Regions from separate parts of the Mus musculus genome. Here region 2 is linked to region 1. A link is a contact called in public Hi-C data. All regions are on one chromosome and are shown on one strand. Each heading gives the region's core, a stretch centred on a gene start, on an enhancer-like site or on the middle of the called end of the contact. The rest is flanking DNA. Distances are from core to core; before and after follow the strand shown.

Region 1 (4,683 bases), core at 1,201-3,700:
TTAGAAACTGAAAAAGGGAAGGAACCGAAAGGGAAAGGTTACCTCCCTGTTTCTCTCCGGGACCCATCAAGATATCTCTGCCTCTAATAATCGCCTGGATAGAAATTTCCATCTTAGCCCAAAGCAGCTCAACCTGGTTTTGACTAACGCCCCATCTCCCTTTTTTTGTGTTCCTCTAAGTCAACAAGAGGACCTGGACGAGTCAGACCCTGTGTGGGAAGATTGGAGAAAAGAAGGAAGGTATGGAAACCACCAGAGATGGAGATAAGCTAAACATCCTGGCAAGTTGTCACGGTGTACAGCTCGTGCAGAAGGCTGAGCAGTTGGGAAGGTAGTTTGCAGACTGGCTTTAAATGCTTCATCTAATTGCAAGCAGCTGCCGATTAGCAGAGCTTGCCCAACTGTTTTCAATTCAGTGGTGATGGAGAGAATGAGCCTTGTAAGGGAAACTGGCAGGGTGGAGTGTATGCAAAGAGCTGCTTACACTTTTTCCAGAGGTCACAGAGTGCAGTAACTACTAAGGGACACTCTCTAAAATCACTGCAGGCCCTCAGGACAATGATTTTCCTCAACCTCACCACCGTTTCTCGAGTTTGGCGGGAGGCAAGCTTCCCTGTTAGCCGTATTCCAGAGTGATCTGGGGGGCATGATTCATCAATAGCTAGATTTCATGCCAGTTCAGAAGCGACTGTTTTCTGATGGGGCAATAAAATCACAATGAGAGGTAATAATATCTTTTAAGTGTCCTCTTGGATCGTTTCATTCTTAAAATTAAAAAATAGGAAAGAGTAGAAATGTTTTCACGAGTCCTCTATAATTATGGAACCTGCTACACATGACTCAAATTGATGAATTTCCTGGAAGATAGTTTGAGCATCCAAATTGGTCGAGCTTTTCCCTTCTTCAAAAACAGGTTCTTAATCTTTACTCGGTTATTTTACTAGACCTCATTTCTTGTCATACATTTTAAATAGTCGTTTTAATGTTTCTCTTCTGTGAATTGAAGAAACAGTTATGGTGATGGAAAGCAGCTTCTACAAACCTAGGAAGGCCTGTGTTCCTTCAGGTGCTGCCTAACTAGCCAGAAGTGTATGAGAAAGCAGAAGTGTGTGAAAAAAATTCCTATCGTGCACCAAGATTTATCAACAAGAATCTTCACTCATATTTTTGATAATAGCAGAAATTTAGAAATCCCACAGTGACTAAATATTTTATGGTGTCCATTAGTACAATCTTAGGTAGTCTCGACAATGTTGAATATATTGATGTAGGAAAATAGCTATAAGAATGTGATAGGTAGAAAATGGGACAATATAACCATTGTTAATAGAGATATCTTTGCATATCCATCTATTCTTCTAGACCTAGATCTGATAGGCTTCAAGTGTGCAAGAGTATATGTGTTTCTTTGTGTGTGTGTGTGTGTGTGTGTGTGTATTAGTATGTGTGTGTGTGTGAGTGTACATGTGTGTGTCTGTGTGTGTTAGTGTGTGTGTGCATGTGTATATGTGAATGTGTGTGTGTGCATGTGTGTCTGTGTGTGTGTGCATGCGTGTGCATGTGCATATGTGTGAGTGTGTATGTGAAGAACATCATAGAGGCAATAGTGCTGAGATTATAAGCACTTTAATGATTTGTCATTTTTTTCTAAATGTCTTGGGAAACACATATATGAGTTTTCTATTTAGGAAAATAAACTTAGTTTATAATGGAGTTCCCAGAGAGTCAGATTTCTATCACTGGTGGCTTCATCCCTTGTTAAGATAAAGCTAAGAGGGAGACTCATGCCCAGCAAAGGAGAAAAGGAATCAAGAGAGACAGCACTCAATAAACACCCAGTTTTGTTTCTGCTATCATGCCTGTTTGAAGCACTCACACGTATTTGCCTCAGCTAGATAAGTCAGCCCCTTAGAAACACTCACAGTTTCCGCCAGCTGCTTTGGATGGTTGAGGTTAGGTTTTGTTTTGGTGAACTTCACCGCCTATCCCGTGAGCTAGCATATGAACCGTGGTAAAGAGAGTCTCTGAGGCAGACTCAGAGGCACGCCGCTAATCTTCTGACATCCGCAAGGACTGGAAAAGGCAGCGCCATCTGTTTCTCTCCCAGGGCAGGCCCCTTGATGTCAAAGAGATGGACCTTCTCAGGTCCAGTCGTTAGATGGACATCCAGTGGCTGCAGCCGCACCTTGTGAGTCTGATACTCTGGAGGAAGCAGCGCAACAAAGACTGGAGTGATCAACCGTGTTAGACCCAATTTACAAGTCCTTTCTGGGATTGGTTTCCCAAATTCTTTCCCATGAATTAAGCATTTGCGAGTCCTCTAGCAGGAAGCTCTTTGTCACTGAGAGCTGTCAACGAGAGGCTGCTCATGTCTTTGCCCAAGCCTTCTGGACTGTCCTTTGAGTTAGAACCAGGGGGTTCTCATTGCATGATGTGGCAGAGTTTCTGGAAATTAATTTGGGGAAGAGGAAACTGACTGATGTGGGAGTCATCGCCTCAGCCGTCATTCTTTGGTACCCCCCTGCTTCGTGATGATTTCTCAAAGAAAAAGAGAAATGGCAAAACTTCTTGTGGAAATTAGGATCTGGTCAGAAGTACTCATTCTAGAGCTGTGTGGTTTACTTGACTCTAAAGGCGACTACTGGTTTAGTGTTAGTTCCTGTGTGCCTCCCCCCCCCGCCCCCCAGTCTTTCTTTTAAAACTCTCTTGTTTAGGGTACATACTAATGAGGTTAATTTTTGACACATTTTAAAAAATGGTGTTTACATAGAGTCACTTATGAGCAGCTAGCTACTGCACATGCCTGGAGGGAGACTGTTACAAAGAGGACAGTTCCTCCATTCAGGGAAATCACACAGGAGGGAAAGAAGGCAAGCAGCAGGCAAGAGGTACAGTACAAGGTGTCAGAATAAGTAAATCAATGACATTAGCAACAATTTTCATTGCTGGAATTGCGATGCACCTTGATGGTTTGCCTATCTGGAGAGAAATTTCTAGAAGAGTTAGTTACTTAGTCATCTTAGACTAGAGCCATGCATGCTTTGGATAGCAGAATTCTCTCTTATTTCAGTCAAGATATTTCAGTGGTGAGACACAAACCCATCTGAAGGTTTTGGGTCTAACTTCAGAGACCCTGCTGACTATGGGTGATGGTAGTTTCTCCAGTATTGGTGTCATTCTCTGACACACACACACACACACACACACACATCTTGTAATGACAATGGCAGCTAAAACTCCCAGCTTTTAATCTCTTTGCTTTGGCAATCCCAGAGGAAAGGGCTAGTTCTAGTCTCAATGGGCTCAATAGCATCTGGGGCTGATTCTCACTGAGTTAGTGTGGATCACATGTCAGTTCTGCATCAATCACTGTGGATCCTAGCAGAAGGGGCAGTCTAGTCACAACTAGCTCAGTAGCATCTAGCATAGATTCTCATTGAGTTAGTTTACGTCACGTGTCAGTTCTGCACCAACCATTGTGGCCTGAATGTAGCACACGCTTATTGAGCAGATCTAAGTTTGGGTAAGGGTTGGGAGCAGCATCTTGGTACCCAGTGGTAAAGTGAGGAGCTATTGATGAAAGTATGAAAACGCTGTGGACCCATGGTGTCCTTTTTGCACTAATTGGATGCTCCTACTGATCCAATTGTTCTGGTAGTCTTCAGCTTCCACACAAGGGCTCTGCTAACAGTGTTCTGCCTTGTTTCAAGGAGGTTCTTTGATCCCTGTGCAAGTTTCGCGGATGTGAATTTTCTGCTCACTGCTGAGACCTTTGTCTGCCAGCTTCAGAGAGCTGCCCCTACCCCAGCATCCATTCTGTTTGCTTGAGTAATGAGTCAGATGTTCAGTACGGTGGTTCTCATGGTTGTGATGCCTTGATCATCGTTGTTAGCAGCAGCACCTGGAAGCTTGCTAGAAATGCAAATTCTGCAGTCTTGTCCCAGACAGACTGAGTCAGAAAACCCTGGGGTCAGGCTAGACATCTGTGCTTCCAAGGCAGTCCAGATGATTCCCATATATGATCAAGTTTTGAAAATAGCGATTCAGGGAGTAGTCTGATATGGTCTATTTCATGGATTCTTAACTTTAAAACTTTATATTCTGCTTCCCCACGTGCTTAGACACCAAAAGAGGGCTCATTAATTCTTCCTTTTTTTCTAAAAATTTATTTTTATTTTTATGTGTATGAGTATTTGCCTGCATGCATGATGTGCACCGGTGTTTGGTGTCCCCAGAGGCCAGAAGGGGGCCTCAAATTTCCTGGAAACAGTTACAGACAGCTGTAAGCCACAGTGTGGGTGCTGGGAATCGAACCCAGATAATCTGCAAGAACAGCAAGTGTTCTTAACCACTGAGCAACCTCTTTGGCCATCATTCATTAATTCTTTATGCTTCTTGTTGGGAGTACCATTCTCAGGAAATGCACATTGCTGAGATGCTGCAGCTGTCATGGTTACCTAAAATGATGGACCCAAAGGTCCATTTGGAAGCCTTTCTAATTCTCCAAGGAGATGTCCTTGACAGGGATAGGATTTGATGAGTTTTGCTGATTAGTACAGAACTACACCTCATTACTATTAGTCATTTATTCAGCATATAGCAATACCAGGCTGGGTATTAGAAATAGGTTTACCAACAAAACAGACAATGCTTTCTATTACGGAGTTTAAGGCCTAGTGGAAG
Region 2 (4,378 bases), core at 1,816-4,315, 220 kb after region 1:
ACACTTAGCAACTTTTAGATAGTTTACTTGTGTCTGGAGCCTTTCGATTTTATCACACAACTCCTTCCTTTCATTCATCATTTTTTCCACAGATACTAAGAGCAGCCAGCCAGTAAAATCATTTTCCGATTTTTTCCCCATCTTGTAGAAAGCTTTGTGCACTGAATCACCTAATTCATTAAGAAAATCAAGGGCATTAGCTTCTTTAAGTTCAGAATATAGTTTCAACCATGGGTCTTCAAAATTCTCTGAGCTCCCAGGAGGGAGAGAATCTGGAGAGGTTTCAATAGTTGAAAGTGCTGGTGGATCAACAAGCCAATTCCAGTATTTTAAAAGATTCATCCTTGTACTTCTGTTACTCTAGAACCACTCCTGGTACCAACTTCTGTATTAGTCAGGGTTCTCTAGAGTCACAGAACTTATGGATAGTCTCTAGATAGTAAAGGAATTTATTGATGACTTACAGTCGGCAGCCCAATTCCCAACAATTGTTCAGTCGCAGCTGTGAATGGAAGTCCAAGGATCTAGCAGTTACTCAGTCTCACGCAGCAAGTAGGTGAAGGAGCAAGAGCTCAATGCCATAGTGTAGGGGAATGCCAGGACAGGGAAGTGGGAGTGGGTGGGTAGGTGGAGGAAACACCCTTATAGAAGTAGGGAGGAAGGTGGGATAGGGAGTTTTTTGGAGGGGAAACCAAGAAAGGGGGTAACTTTTAAAATGTAAATAAAGAAAATATTTAACAAAAAAATCCTCAATGAAATATTTCTACATTTAATTTAATAATCTATAAAAGTTATATGTCTTTTGACTTATACAGAGAAACAGATACAAAGAATATCTATCTATCTATCTATCTATCTATCTATCTATCTATCTATCTATCTATCTACTATCATCTTTGTTCCTTTGTCTCTTTCTTATACCAATCTGAATTTATAATGTATCTATATCTACAGGTACTTGGTTTATATCATTGTAAGAGATGAAAACCTTAAGATCTATAGCCTTGACCAGTTGCTTGGTCTAAATTCCTGTGAAATGGAAAAGCTGAAGGATCTGTGATAGAGGAAGAGTTAATGCCATCCTAGCCAGTCCAGCAGCATCCTCTCTTTTCACTGTTGGTAGAGTAGCACTGAGAGTCCAGGGTTTCGATTCAACGAGATCATTGTTTTTATTCTAGTGAAGAAATCTTTAGAATGATGATCTCTAAGCCAGTAGAATATAAGGCATGTGCACATACTTTAAAAATGGATTGTTAGAAACAATAATGCAATATGTCCCTGTCATTTCTACCCTTGAGTTTTGGACCTCTGTGTCCTAACTATGCAAGAAACTGCACCTTTTATGGGATACTGATACAGAACAAACAGAACTCTCTGAAGGCTATTATGTCTGTAAGACACTGTCACTGACCTAGCTGGAGTTGGCAGCGGGATGAGAGAAGCAGGAATGTGGAGAATTGGCAGGTTCAATTTTTAAGATTTCCTGCAGCAATACCTGAGTACCATACAGAGCCATCTATAAACCTGGCCAGGTTGTCTTTCTTCTATGCACTGATTGTACAGGAGGGTGTACGTCTATGGTGCTTGAGAAAAAAAAAAGCAGCATAGTAATAGAGGCAATTATAGCCATTTGGGTCACTACTTCATGTATCTTACTTATGCTTTCAGGGCGCTTAGGTGGATCAGACACTTAGTTCAGAATAAGCAGTTCAGGCTTAATGGTGACATGATGTTTAGTTTCTTGTGTGTCCCAGGAGTAGACACAAGAGTTGTATCTCAGAAGGAAAGTACTTACCTGCCAATACTGGCAGAGCTTTGTTCCAAGAGCAAAGGATCTACACTGTGATTCATCTTTAGAGGTCAAGGGTTCCAAAAAGCTTTCCTATAGTCTTCTGAAACTTCAGTCACCATTGTCACTGCTGGATCACATGGCTCCAGTAGAAGAGTGGGTGTACTATTATGTGTTATTTTAATATTTGAAAACTAATAGCTACAGTAATATCTCATTTTTTTCTAAAATATTACCCTTCAACAACTACATTGTTACAAACCAGATTTAAAGACAGAGAATGGTGTAGAGCTTGGTTTGGTTTCCCCACTAATGTCCGTCTACTAATTGCCATTATTTTTATTCTGATGTTAATAGGCATCCTTTGCTCATCTCTTTGCGTATTCTTTCTAGTCAACTATTTTTATGCCTATCTCTCAACAAAGGAGAACCCAGAGGTTTTGGGTTATTTTCTTGTTATTGTTGCTGACCTCTGGTCTTCAGTTTTTTAACATCGAATTTTGAATGTTAAATTGGTAAGACTAATTTTAATCTCAATGACAAGTGCTGTTTTCATTTTAAAGATGATGCTAAAAAAATATATCTTTAATGAATAATGCTTATGGAAGAATGGGAAGTTTAATACCTAAGTAATAACTATGTAGACAATATATAGCTATTCGAAATGTCCTCATATGTATTAGAATATATAGGCTCCATTACACTGTTTCAGGCAGAATACATGTGTTTTGATCCTGTATTAATAAAGTAAAAACTTTTCAAAATGTGTACTTTGGATCTATCAAGTTTCCATAGGTCTCTTTCTTAATAAGCAGTAAACATGTGAGACAAAAAAAAAAAAAAAAAGTCCATAAAGGATGTGCTTTCTAACTCAAATTAACTAAAAATCTGTCCTAGTTACAGTTGCATTGTTGTGAAGAGGCATAATGACCATGGCAACTTTTATAAAGGCAAACATTTAGTTGGGGCTGTATTACAGTTCAGAGGTTCAGTCCATTATCATCATGGTAGGAAGCATAGCATCATACAGGCAGACTTGGTGCCAGAAGAGTCAAGAGCTCTACATCTTGATCCAAAGGCATCCAGGAGGAGACTCACTTCCCAACTGGGTAGAGCTTGAGCATAGGAGCCTCAAAGCCCACCTCCACAGTGACACACCCCTACCAACAAGGCCACACCTACTCCAACAAGGCCATACCTCCTACAAGTGCTACTTCCTATGGGGCAAGCATATTCAAACCACAGAAACTCCAGCAGTAATACTTTTAAATGATGACTCATTGTTTGCCAGCTGGGGCTAAAATTTTTTCCAGAAACGGTGACACTATAATCAAGACTTTTAAGGAACTCAGAGGCAAGCCTTGGTGTTAAAAAAAAAAAAAAATCAAACTACAAAAAAAGGAACTTTCAATATTCAAAAAACTCATCAATATATGTGAAACAAACATTAAAGAAAAGGCCAAGAAGAATTAATAAAAAATAAAGTAATAACACGAGTTGATCTTTATGTAGCCTCCAAGTTTATAAATGTTTGTATTAACTCAGTTCATCTTCACAGCACATTTAGGAGCTAACCATAGCAAAATGGTGTCTTCCACATAGAAAATTGACACTTGAGAAAACTCAAGTTTTCATGGCTCCATCTTGTTTTTGTGAGTGTGTATCTTCTGATTCCTTGATAGGGTGTCCTCTCTTCTTCAGAAAAGAAAATAGAACTTCTGTCTTTCCTCACTGAAACCAAGAGACAAAAAAAGATATGTATTCATTCTAATAGTTAACTTGAAGATGAATTCCCAGTTTTAAATATTATCATGGATAAGCCCCAGCATCAACTAGGGTGGATGAAAAGACATTGGACCACGCTTTTCCAGTCACTTAGTTCTCTTACATCAACTTTGGCCAAGAGAATGCCTAACCCCAGCAAGGAGCTATGGGACCTATATTACCATGAGTGTCTTAAGTACACTCATTCCTGTCATTGCTATCAAGTACTTTCTCTTTTCTGTATTCATATCCTGTTCTCAGTACAGGAGCCATAAGTGACAGTAGGGACATGCCTAGGCAATGGGGGATGGGCAGTGGAAAGTAAGTATGAGAAAGTACTGCCGAGACAACAAGATAAAACACCTAGAATGCAGCTCAACTTCAAGAGAAGATGGAAAGCTATCTTTTCCCAGACTCAACCATGCTGAAGAGTTCAAAAGGAAAACAGAGAATTGGTAGATTGAAAATGAAGAAAACATCGAAGGAAGCAGACATACAAATGTATGCTTGTTGGTCACGCTCCCACCCCACTCCAATTAACATTTGTAAAAGCTAGATTAATGGTGGCCCATTTATATGGATGCATTTACTGTCCTGTGGATTTCTCCTACATCAATATTAACAAATTTAACAGTAATAGATGACCGAAAAGAAATGACTGAATTCTGAGATTGAGCAAGCTTTTTTCCACTTAGCTCAGACCACTGAAAGATGAGCCCTATGTGAGAAATGGAAAGGGTAAAGAAACAGTATGTATCAAAAACAAAAGATAAGTTTAAAATTTTCTATCAAGAGCTATTCTTTGTCAAGGGCATGCTAGATTCT

Evidence for each region. A called contact is a pair of places that touch in the nucleus more often than the background predicts.
Region 2: a contact with region 1 is called in a Hi-C map of bone marrow-derived macrophages, with 5 times the contacts expected there. The contact joins two enhancer-like sites. A contact is called at or near these places in 2 of 39 promoter capture datasets (the C10 cell line and liver), 3 of 484 Hi-C or Micro-C datasets (Th2 cells, bone marrow-derived macrophages and group 2 innate lymphoid cells) and 3 of 115 datasets of contacts at active chromatin or transcription factors (CD8 T cells, bone marrow-derived dendritic cells and pancreatic cancer cells).

The regions. Positions count from the first base shown.
Region 1 is chr10:44,599,786-44,604,468 of GRCm38.p6, forward strand. It overlaps Gm35154 (a long non-coding RNA gene), which reads left to right. Exons shown (of 4, transcript XR_380292.3): 2 at 181-240. Among named protein-coding and RNA genes, the nearest start is that of Gm35154, 3.2 kb to the left of the region's middle. Within about 2 kb of position 2,451, at least 13 of the 459 cell types and tissues checked have an H3K27ac peak or open chromatin away from gene starts, as enhancers often do. A contact at or near this core is called in bone marrow-derived macrophages, where this site is marked.
Region 2 is chr10:44,815,741-44,820,118 of GRCm38.p6, forward strand. No RefSeq gene overlaps it. Among named protein-coding and RNA genes, the nearest start is that of 4930431F10Rik, 79 kb to the left of the region's middle. Within about 2 kb of position 3,066, at least 10 of the 459 cell types and tissues checked have an H3K27ac peak or open chromatin away from gene starts, as enhancers often do. A contact at or near this core is called in bone marrow-derived macrophages, where this site is marked.